2 separate regions of the Zea mays genome follow, and region 2 is linked to region 1. Evidence: chromatin contacts called from public Hi-C data. All regions are on one chromosome and are shown on one strand. The core of a region is the stretch at or near the end of the contact, and the rest is flanking DNA. Distances in the headings are between cores, read along the strand shown. Region 1 holds the start of LOC100382308 (HSP40/DnaJ peptide-binding protein). Region 2 holds the start of LOC100272243 (Guanylate-binding family protein).

Region 1 (6,127 bases), core at 1,111-3,610:
CATAGTAAATTCTATTTTTTTTATAATGATGTGAATCTTGATGGTTTGACACTATGGTTTTAGGACAATTATTTAATCCTAACCTTTATCATGACTTGGTGTGTAATGTGCAGGCAAGAGGAGGTCTCTAATCACTTCTAAAGTAGGCTACATCACTGAGACATTGCAGCCATAATAGAAGAGGTACATGATCTCGATGTTATACTCCTTATCTATATTTGATTTGCAGGGGCATTAATAGTTGTACATTACTTACAGAATGTACATTTTGCATTACACCTTATTTACGGTTATTCTTTTGTTTGTTTTTTGTTCAAATTGTAGGTGTATGAGGTTCAGCTGCTAATGGTCCTGTGATTTTGCATTTCTGCCATCATCATTATCATCATCCTTGGTCAATACAAATACCGTTCCAAGGGAGTCACATAGTTCACTGTAATTAATTAAAAACCCTATTTTTAAGGGCAGTAAATTAAATCAGTGAAATAATGAAGCACAAACCATCTTACTTTTTCTCGATACATTGTTAACTTTACTTGAAATCTGACTTATTTACTTATTAATTTTATATGTTCATTCGCTATTTGGGATCGTACAAACCCATCACCAAAAACTACGAGTTCTACTGAACACAGATATGCCTTTTCCATTGAAGACAATGCAGTGTTGTTCTTTTCATCTTTTAATTTCCATTGAAACAATATAGTTTATCCGATAAACAAACTGTAGTCAGTTTTTTACCCCAACTTTTTTTTCAAGAAAATATACAACATAGTATTTAAACATGCCCCTTAACTGCATAAATAAATGATTGTACAAGTCAGCAGCCATATTCTATTTAACAACGTTTTTATGTCCATACATGGTAATTTGTATACACAAAAACATAATTTATTACCACACATACTACATATGTGTTTTACATATCCTCACACAAAGAGCGGGATCAAATCTAGGCTACTCAATCTCAGGTAAGAAGGATTTTCTTCCTCCCATTCTTGAATTGTCGTGATCCTACTTTCTTATACTAAGGGGATATTCTACGTTAATGTGCATTTAATACTCATGGTGGTTGTTAATAATTTTTTTCTAAGAACAAAAACCTTAAGTGACTACATGATGTTTTCTTAGTACTAACTAATAAGTTGCGCAGTTGCTCCAGAATTCTACAAGCTTAGGTACAATAATATAAGTTGTTACCATATTATTATATTGCTAAGGATTCCTAACTGTTTTGATACTTCTGAGTATCTTGATTTGTTGTTTTCTTCAGGTGATCCATGATTAATTGATGGAGAATTTCTTGACAAGTTTGACATTGTTATACTTAGCATTGCATCTCTTAAAATGAAGTTGCATATTCTTCTCTAGAAATAGTTATACTTTTTAATATGTCACTTCAGTAACTCTACAGAAAGTTTTCATGCTCATGATGCTTTTTTCAGTTGTTTATTAATGAAAACTGCCGAAAGAGCAGCAAACACATTGTGTTTTATACTATAAACTGCGAGGATTCATGTGAAGTATTTATTGATTTACAGAAGCATAGTTATGTTAAGGTATGTTGCATACTTAAAAGTGATTAACATTGATTTTTAATGTTCAGATCTAGCAAAAGGTATACCTTTATGACCTAAGTATACATGTGCAACCACTTGCAATTGAAGTATGTTCTGCCTATAATATATGTTCATTTTCTTCAAAACTATAAATGGACATATATGCAGATAAAATGTTAAACTCATCGATGTTTCCCTTCTATATGTTTGCACTGAAAAAATGTGTCATAAAATGTGAGAAAAACCATATGTTCAAAACTATAAATAGTTTACTGAACTATCTCTTATATTATGAAATGTGTATGTATATGTACAACTTGCTTGAAACAATATAATATTGTTACAACTTATAATACACCCTTTTATCTTACAACTACTTCAAACACTGGAACCTGGTTTCCTTTGCTTTGCTCTTATATGTTTATTTACTCTCAAACATATATACAATCATTATACATTATACTATGCTGCTAAACGGATCGATACCCAGGCATGGGCGGGCGCCATACACTAGTAGTACTACTGTAGCAGTTAAAATCTATTGAATCTGTATGAGATATTTTGAACTGGATTTTCAGTATCCCATTGGATCCAAACGGCGCCGAAGCTGTCTGTGCAGTGTGCACATCCGTCTCACGTCACTTGAAGAGTCGTGGGAGCTCCTGCCCCTTCCAGAAGCTTCCGCACTCGTCGCCAGACCGGGCTCGTCGCCTCCAGGCCTCCTCTATCCAGACGCTTCTCACTTCCCCTTTTGTCTCCTCCCGTCTCCTCCCCCGTACCAAACAAACCTCACCGAGTCGCAACTCGCAAGGACAGTGAAAACGCCCAAACGAGCGCGGGCACGCCAACCAAAGCGGCGAAGCGCGAAGGAAGGAAGGAAGGAAGCAAGCAAAGCAGCAGCCATGGGGCTTGACTACTACAAGATCCTGGGCGTCGACAAGGGCGCCACCGACGACGACCTCAAGAAGGCCTACCGCAAGCTCGCCATGAAGTGGCACCCCGACAAGAACCCCAATAACAAGAAGGAGGCCGAGAACAAGTTCAAGCAGATCTCGGAGGCATACGATGTAAGTGTGCGTGCGTCCGGAGAAATCCATGCCGGACTCACTGCCCAATCGAGCGAATGTCGTGACCCGCTCTTGCTCTATGTTGTCGCCGTGCAGGTCCTCAGCGACCCGCAGAAGCGCGCGGTGTACGACCAGTACGGCGAGGAGGGGCTCAAGGGGCAGGTGCCGCCGCCGGGCGCCGGCGGGGCGGGCTCAACCTTCTTCTCCACCGGCGGCGACGGGCCGACGGTGTTCCGGTTTAACCCGCGCAACGCGGATGACATCTTCGCCGAGTTCTTCGGCGGCTCCAGCCCCTTCGGCGGCATGGGCGGGAGTGGGATGCCCGGCATGCGGGCCGGCGGGTCGAGGTTCTCCTCGTCCATTTTCGGGGACGATATGTTCGGCTCTGCGTTCGGCGGCGGCGGCCCGGACGGGCACGGCATGCACACCGGCGGACGTGCCGTGAAGGCGCCGGCCATCGAGCGGAAGCTGCCGTGCAGCCTGGAGGAGCTGTACAAGGGCACCACCAAGAAGATGAAGATTTCCAGGGAAATTGCTGACGCCAGTGGGTAAGTGCCTGCTCTCTCTTCTCATCTCGGTCCCAGCATCGTTTATTTACTGTTCTTAGTTAATAGTATTTGAAATTGAACCGGCGACGCCTTAAAATTGCTTGAGCTAACTGGATGAAGTGATCCCTGCCAGATTTATGCTTGGTTAATTTCTGCTGTTGAATTCAAGCTGAACTTGCATCAATGTGTAGCTCACTCGGTTGAATTAAATTATTTGTATTTGGCCATTTGGGTGCGCCAACTTGTTTGGCTCGTGAGCTAGCTCCAGAACCCATTAAAAAAAGAGAGCTGAGCTCCATTTGCAGCTTGTGTACTGACCACTGCTACCCTGTGTGTGTGCAGGAAGACGATGCCAGTGGAAGAGATCCTAACGATCGACGTGAAGCCCGGGTGGAAGAAGGGCACCAAGATCACGTTCCCGGAGAAGGGCAATGAGACGCCCCACACGATCCCGGCGGACCTCGTCTTCATCATCGACGAGAAGCCGCACCCGGTGTTCACCCGCGACGGCAACGACCTGGTGGTGACCCAGAAGGTCCCGCTGGCGGAGGCTCTGACGGGGCACACCGCGCGCCTGGCGACGTTGGACGGGCGCATCCTGACGGTGCCCATCAGCTCCGTGATCCACCCGGGGTACGAGGAGGTGGTGCGCGGCGAGGGCATGCCCGTCCCCAAGGACCCGTCCAGGAAGGGCAACCTCCGGATAAAGTTCGACATCAAGTTCCCGGCGAGGCTCTCGGCGGACCAGAAGTCCGGCGTCAAGAGGCTGCTCGGGCAGTAGAGCGCCTCGTGTTCTGGTGTGCTGTGTGTCAGACATTTTCGTGTTGGTTGATCTTGAACTGGGGGATGCTGCCATTTGCAGCGTCCGTGACGACGACGACGAGGAGGCAGGCCACCGAGCGCTGAGTACAGAACAAGCTAGTGGTGGTATATGGTTGAGACCTTGAGATGCACAGCATAGGATTCCTTGTGCAATCTTCCAGACGGGTGGTGCTTGTCTGTTCACCGGTCCATGTCGTTCCAGCCTTGCAAAGGTCGGATGGAATAATTATTGAGCACATACACGTACGTTCTTTGTATTTAGTGTGAGAAATAGTTATTGCAATAGCAATTGTACTCCCTCCATAAAAAAAAACTCTCCTTCCCCTAAAATATACTTCTTTCGAGGTCACTGTTTTTATTTCCACATTCAAATAATAATGAATATAGTTTATTTCCACATTTATTTAAATGATAATGTAAACTACATTCATACAGTTTACATTCATACGTTACTTCGTTCGTTACTTCATATGTTACTTCATGAACGTGCAATTAGTTACTTAATAAATGTATAATTAGTTTTAAACGAGTTATATTTAGAATTATATTTTTATAACTTATGAAAAGCTATACTGAAAAGAAAATCTAGACCGGATCTTAGGTTCTCTTGCTCTTGCAGATCATCGTGTAAAACACTGTCCTGCAGGTGATCGTGCACTGTTAGACTACACTGGTGGATTTGAACATCGTTCGTTCATGTGCGCCAGACCGCCATCACCTTGATCTGAAGGTTTATGCAGCTGTGCTGCGCTTGGACCAAGGAACTGCTGGAACCCGAGAGATCTCACCATCCCAAAAATGTTGACTCATAATAACATCCGCACATCCATCTTTTTCTCACAGCTCAGATTATCCTATATGAGTAATTTATGTGAAAATTCAGGTCCCATTTGGAACATATAGATTTCACCGGAATCAGTTCATTTTTACAGGAAACTTTCCGACATTCCAAAGGGAGCCGTCTACAGGCGTCTGAGCAGTTGACCAAGCAAGAAAGTAGTAGCAACCAACAAATTATCGTATCGTTTTATATTCCAATCATGCGTGTGCAAGTCCACGAGAAAATTACAAGCATGTGTCCATTAAAAGGCAGGACATATGCCAGGATCACTTTAACTAATCTAAACAGACTTATTTCATCTCGATCCTCCAACTGGTAAAAATAAGCTGGTGGATATGCAATCCTGGCTGATAAAAAAAGACGCCAGAGGAAATACCTGAAGATTTCCGACGATAATAAAGCACATACCGAGATATATCACACAAACACCTCATGAGTAATAAGTAAGCGTGACGGCTGCATTTGTCGTTCTTACCTATCCAGACCATGCATGAGGAGCTACACCATGGCTAACAGAGCTCAACCTATCATGCAGGGGGTTATGGTCTGCAGGCTGGCCTGCAGCCACCATACGGAGTGCAAGACCCTCAACCTGATCCTTCGAGTAACCCATCCGAGTAACCTTTTCAGCAATGTCTATCGGATGGTTCAGCACTGACTGGGGTCCCAAGTGATGAAGCACCATGGGAGAACTGCCATGTGCTTGTTGATTAAGGACAGCAACAATAGTAGCAGGATTGCTGGAAGGGCTTCCATAAGCAGGGCTATAGGTCTGTGCATTCCCTTGTACCGTATATGACGCTAGACCGCATGGACTAACTTTGCTTGGCTGAGGTACAAATGAGCCATTGCCGAGTGAATGAAGCTGCTGATGCTGCTCCGCCAGTGGAACAGAAACTGTGTTGCTTTGTACATAAACAGGAGCAGCTTCATGATGCTTCCGGTGGGATGAAGAAATTGTAGAGTATGAAGGTGGCACAACTATGCCCCCACTGCGTGCCTCAGCATTACCACAGGCAGACTGATGAGGCCCGTATGGAGGATATACTACTGTGACCTGTGGTGTACTATGAGCATGTGGAGAGGACGTTTGCAGCTGAACCATCTGTGCTGGACCTTGCTGGATGTTGCTGTACTGCTGCTGTAGTACATGTGGTTGTGGTTGCCTTGCCTGTGAGAAAACCTGCTGGCCGGTCTGATGTTGCCATTGGTGCTGCGGATGAGGGTAGAACTCTGGTGCCTGACTGGTTACCTGAGATACCTCAACTACTGTCGGTGGCTGAGTTTTCC
Region 2 (5,604 bases), core at 454-2,953, 500 kb before region 1:
TCGAAGACAAAAGTTACCTTTTCTAATTCAATCTCTTTTCTTCACTTTTTTATATTCTCTATATATTAAAGCTACTATATTTTCTAATTCTACGATTTCCATAATCTTTTCACATAATTATGTATAAATAGAGACTCAAACCATGATTATTGATTTTAAAATATATATATTCATACGTACCTAGCCAACAAATGTATATGTGCTTATGCTTTATATTTTATAATTAAAAAATAAAAATCATAGTAATATATGAGCACTTTATTAATCTATATCTATACTATACTTAAAGCATCAGTTTTAACGGTCATTCCGCGTCATTTTTTTTACAAATAACTTCTCGTAGCTATTTCAAATTAACCTGATACACGCCTATAGATGGCCAAATGGCGGCCCGGCACGAGCCAAACGTCTGTGGGCCATAACTCTGGCCAGGCATGTCATGTCGACCTGCTGACTGTGTCGGGCCAGCTCGTTAGCTCGTCGTCCCATTTGATTAAATCAACATAAAATGTTAAAAAAACGGTGTAGGAGGTGAGGTTTGAACCAATGCCGTGATGAATGAAGGGCGGGACACACTGGGTGAAGCTATCTAACCAGTGGAACATCATGCTTATATATTTTTAATAATTAATATAAAAATATAAATTGTATATATGTATATACGTTTTTTGTAAAATAAAAAAATATAATCGTGTCGGACCGGGCCAATACTACGGGCCGAGGCTACAGCACAAGCACGACACAACGTTCTTGGCTCTTGCAAACATTAGGTCGTTTCTGAGACCACATTGGCGCAATGAACTCAATGGTGTTTGAGGTTGTTGAATTGGATGGAGCAACAATGATTTGTTACACTAACAGTAAAATGAAAGGTTATTTGTTGGTTCTAAACGTTAGTAATTGCTAGAAAGTAGCATAATTTATATGGAGTGCATACAATTTTTATTGATTCCTGACTTTAGCAATCACTCCATATTTTGATCTATCTTTTTTATAAGTTTGAGTTCATGAGACTTATTTTAGAAACTTGAGCCCACAAACTTTCTCTTATTTGGTCTCTGTATGGTGGAATTATATTATTTTATAATCTCTGTTCGTTTAGTGAGTCGTTGTGAACTCTCTTCTAATCGCTCACTTTATTGGTCGTGTTGTACCAAGACATATTGGATGAAGTAAAAATAATATCAGTTAGCCAAATCAAAAAATATTATATGGAGAGTAGAGACAATTAATAAAAAATCTTGAATTTTTTTAGTAGATAATTTACATAGGTATTGTTGTAAGACGTCGCAACGCACGGGCAACCCACTAGTATATTTTATTTGACACTCCCAATATTGTCCAGACGACGAGCCACGATGATCAAAGAGCAGTATAAAAAACTGACTTACAAACAAACAATTTTTGTTTAATTCTTGCGGCAAGTCCCACAAATCTTGGTCCGTGATTTAAATAAAGGCAAAATATTTTGAATAGAAAAAAAAACAAGTCCAGGTCACAAGCTCAGCACCGACCTGCTGAATTCAAAGAAGAAAGAAAAAGAAACGGGAAGCCTTTCTGGACGGATCAAGGCCCAACAGTCCATCTCAGCAGCACAGAGACGCAGCGCGTGAAGCCCACTAAGGGCAGCCGCGTGGCCCACGTCGCGTCGTTCCAACGCAGCGGCGGGAACCGACGTCGGCTCAACCTCCGCCAGCGACCGTGTCGTTTCGTTGCTTTTGCTGAACCTTGGAGGGAGGGACGAGGGCATTCGCGATCCCTGCTGAACCCGCCTTTCCCTCTCCCCATTTTTTGAAAGCAGAAAAAACACAGGCTCACGGACCTCTCCTTGCCGTCGGCGGCGACTTCGCGATGTTCCAGATGCTGGGCCTCCGCGGGGGGAGCCCCAGCGCTGGCGAGGCGACCCCCGTCATGAGCGGGGACGGCGGCGCGGTCGCGGGTCCCGCGCGGCCGCTGCGCCTGGCGTACTGCGACGAGAAGGGCAGGTTCGTGATGGACCCCGAGGCGGCGGCGGCGCTGCAGCTCGTGAAGGGCCCCGTCGGGGTCGTCTCCGTCTGCGGCCGCGCGCGCCAGGGCAAGAGCTTCATCCTCAACCAGGTACGGCGCGCGATGGGGCGAGTTGGTTTTTTCGGGTGACGCCTGGGTCTGTGCGTCGACGGTGCGGTGCGCGGCTACGGTTTCGGCGTTGTTTTTCTGAGATGGATGACCCGCTGGTTTAGTTTGGGGCTTCGGCCGGACCTTTGAAAGTTCAAGTGATAATTTTTGCAACTTGATTTGTAGGGTTTATGTAGAATCTTGTCTTCTAGGGTTTATTGACTCATTGACTGGTGGAATTGTAGCTTTTGCCCGCAATTCGGAAATATGTTGCGAGTTGACAGTGCGAGAAGCATTAGGATAATAGAACTCAACATGCGTGCAACTTTCAGTCAGAGACAGGGAATTGAAATTTAAGGAGTATCAATGTGTGTGGCTTAATTCCTCATGAAATGGTTATGGGTTAAGACGTGTTCATACATTAGGTGTGTGGTTCTTGTTAGCAACATCAGTGTTTCAAAGGAAGTTTATGGACTTAAACCACAATTTGACCACCTTACAGGATTGTGACATATCCCAGTATTAGAATGGTGTATTGCACTTTTATTAGCAAATGAATGCTTTCTCTTGACTGTAGGAGTATTGGCTTTTTGATTGTAGGTGTGTTATCTCCTTTTAAGGATTAGTCCGGTTGTCATCGTGCAATTAGTCCATGGAACCTTTTTATGTTCTGGAATCATATGAACGTTACATTTCCATGCTTGGGTGGTGCTAAGCATAGGATTCTGCAAAACCAAACAAAGAACTCCGTGAGTAATAATTGACAAAAGCTGGTGGGTGCCTAGGATGCGAAAAAAGTGTAGGAAGTAGGAACACAAAAGTTTGGTTAAACATCACTACGGGCTTCAACTTGTTTAAACAGTTATTCACTTATTTGATTTAGACTTGTAAAAGATGAAGGGATGGTGTGGTACAAATTGACTAGGACTCTAGGAGCGAAGATTACTTCTAATTTTTAAATGGCATATAACAGAACATTATCAATTACTGTTCATTTTTAAATGGTCTGTTAGCATCTTCATTTTGTTAGCGTCATACTGGTACAAAGTCTTTAAATGACTTCAGTAATTTTGTAGTTTTAATTAAGGTATGGGAAAATTGCTGCTTCTAGGTATTCTAGGTTATAGATTCAAGAGTTTACTGTTTCCTATTTTTCTTTTTCTAGATGGTAAGTGTGTACACTAAAGCTTCTCAGTTTCTTTAACCTCATTTGGATCCATGAAATGAAATTTAGAACGTATTAGTAATTTTAGATGAGGTGTCATTCTTACGAGTCACTATATACCCCATACCTAGCTTTAATATAAGTTGATGTTCTTTCATCGACGTTATTTTTGTTTAATTCTCTGCATCACTTGATAAAATTGACACTCTATGTAGCTTCTTGGGCGAAGCAGCGGTTTTCAAGTGGCTTCAACACATCGTCCTTGCACAAAGGGACTTTGGATGTGGAGTACGCCTTTGAAGAGAACTGGTTTGGATGGAACTGAATACAGTCTTGTGTTGTTGGATACTGAAGGAATTGATGCTTATGACCAAACGGTATGTACTAGCGGCTTACCCTTGAATTAACAGCCTATTATTTAGAATTGACAATGATGTGTGCTTATTGATGTTAACAATTATGATATTTTTTAATTGGACCCACACCTTTTTTTGTTGAGCTGCACTTTTGGGTGAATCAGAATCATAGCACTGAAGTGTGTTGACTATAGCTTACTTCTCTGGTGATCTTATTTAGTTGTTTGTGTAATACTGCATATATTTGGAATTTCTGCAATGTTGTCTCATGTGTACTCTTTCCATTTTGGCAGGGGACCTATAGCATCCAAATATTTTCCTTGGCTGTTCTGCTGTCGAGCATGTTCATCTACAACCAGGTACATTTCTGAACAAATGAATTAGTCATCTTTCGAACATGGAGGGAATTGTAGACTGATACTTAGGTGCTTCAGTTGTAATTGTTTTCATATTGAAGGACACTAACCTCCGAGCCTTTTGCTACTTATTCTAGATGGGAGGTATAGATGAAGCTGCATTGGATCGTCTCTCACTGGTCACGGAGATGACAAAACACATACGTGTCAGGGCCTCAGGTGGAAGGTCCACTGCATCTGAACTTGGGCAATTCTCTCCTGTCTTTGTTTGGTTGTTGCGAGTAAGATATTTCATTGCCTTTCTCTTGATATTAATTATGTCTACTGAATACTGAATGCTTTGAATGTTCCCTAGTTGTGTATCATCTTATAATTCGTCAAACATAACATCAGGTCCTGTTATGCATCAGACACCTTTGGCATGTGATGACATTGTGCTTCTTTTCCTACAGGACTTCTACCTGGATTTGACAGAAGACAACAGAAAAATTACTCCAAGGGATTACCTAGAACTAGCACTAAGGCCAGTTCAAGGTGGAGGAAGGGACATATCTGCAAAGAATGCGGTACGACAGATTTTTATGGGTGAAATGTAGTTATGTACTTCTGCTTAGGTAACTTGAGATATGGACTATTCTTATACTTATTTTGTTGTTCTGGAAGATAAGGGAGTCCATCCGTGCCCTTTTCCCAGATAGGGAATGCTTTACTCTTGTGCGACCTGTGAACAATGAGAAAGATCTCCAACGCCTGGATCAACTTTCTGTAAGTATTTCTTGAACTACAGTGAATGGTCTGCTGTTTGTGGCCTTGTACTTAAAATGCTCAACACATATCATACATACATGATAGGTAGAGTCAAACTTCTCTGAACTCTTAAGCTCTCCATTCATGCAAGTAGCAAAGTATCCATGTGACTACTCCCTGGAAAGCAAATGGATCTTTTGTATGCTTCAGTGCAGACTACATTATTTTGTGTGTTTTCCCAGTAACTACACATTTTTGTTATGGCAATAATATATACTTATGTTGTACCAGTGCAAGAAGACAGTCTTTAACGCAACTTCGATCACTGATATGAATTCTGATGTTTTTGCAAAACCTGTAATTTAACTCTATGAAATTGCTCTATTAAAACAAATCTATGCTTACTGTGTTGTTATATGTTCGATCCAATATTCACATGTATAAGATATCAATAGCCAAAGTTCAAACAGTTTGACTGCATGTATCTGAACATCTCCTCTTTTATGACTGCTGAGAGTAGTAACCATCAGCATTTGGTTTGCTCCACCCATCATGAAACATAATTAAAAAAAAGCCTGTATGTCTTTGGACTCTGAGGATCTTTGTTCGATGGCAGTAGAACAGATTATGTTTGTCCCTTCAGGAGTTAGAATCATGATGTACGTTCTGGCATAATCATATTGTTCTAACAGATTGATGTTGATGCAATATTTTCAAATTTCTATGTTGCAGCTGAGTAATTTCCGACCAGAGTTCAGATCGGGTCTGGATACTTTCACGAAATTTGTTCTTGACCGAACAAGACCAAAACAACTTGGAGCTAGTACAATGACAGGACCCATCCTCGCTGGACTGACACAATCATTTCTTGATGCCATTAATAGCG

What was found. Hi-C and Micro-C count contacts between places; a contact is called where the count stands out from the background.
Region 2: a Hi-C map of ear shows a contact between it and region 1, with 3 times the contacts expected there. The contact joins the promoter of LOC100272243 here to the promoter of LOC100382308 in region 1. A contact is called at or near these places in 6 of 25 Hi-C or Micro-C datasets (bundle sheath, ear, leaf and 2 more).

The regions. Positions count from the first base shown.
Region 1 is chr8:70,205,885-70,212,011 of Zm-B73-REFERENCE-NAM-5.0, reverse strand. It overlaps LOC100382308 (HSP40/DnaJ peptide-binding protein), which reads left to right and starts at 2,360. Exons shown (of 3, transcript NM_001175057.1): 1 at 2,360-2,626; 2 at 2,723-3,174; 3 at 3,517-4,231. The coding sequence starts at 2,462. The coding sequence ends at 3,955. LOC100274598 (putative DUF1421 domain family protein) reads right to left here. Exons shown (of 3, transcript NM_001148950.1): 3 at 4,998-6,127. The coding sequence ends at 5,313.
Region 2 is chr8:70,709,623-70,715,226 of Zm-B73-REFERENCE-NAM-5.0, reverse strand. It overlaps LOC100272243 (Guanylate-binding family protein), which reads left to right and starts at 1,703. Exons shown (of 14, transcript XM_008656297.4): 1 at 1,703-2,097; 2 at 3,475-3,636; 3 at 3,909-3,974; 4 at 4,109-4,252; 5 at 4,424-4,537; 6 at 4,635-4,736; 7 at 5,451-5,604. The coding sequence starts at 1,852.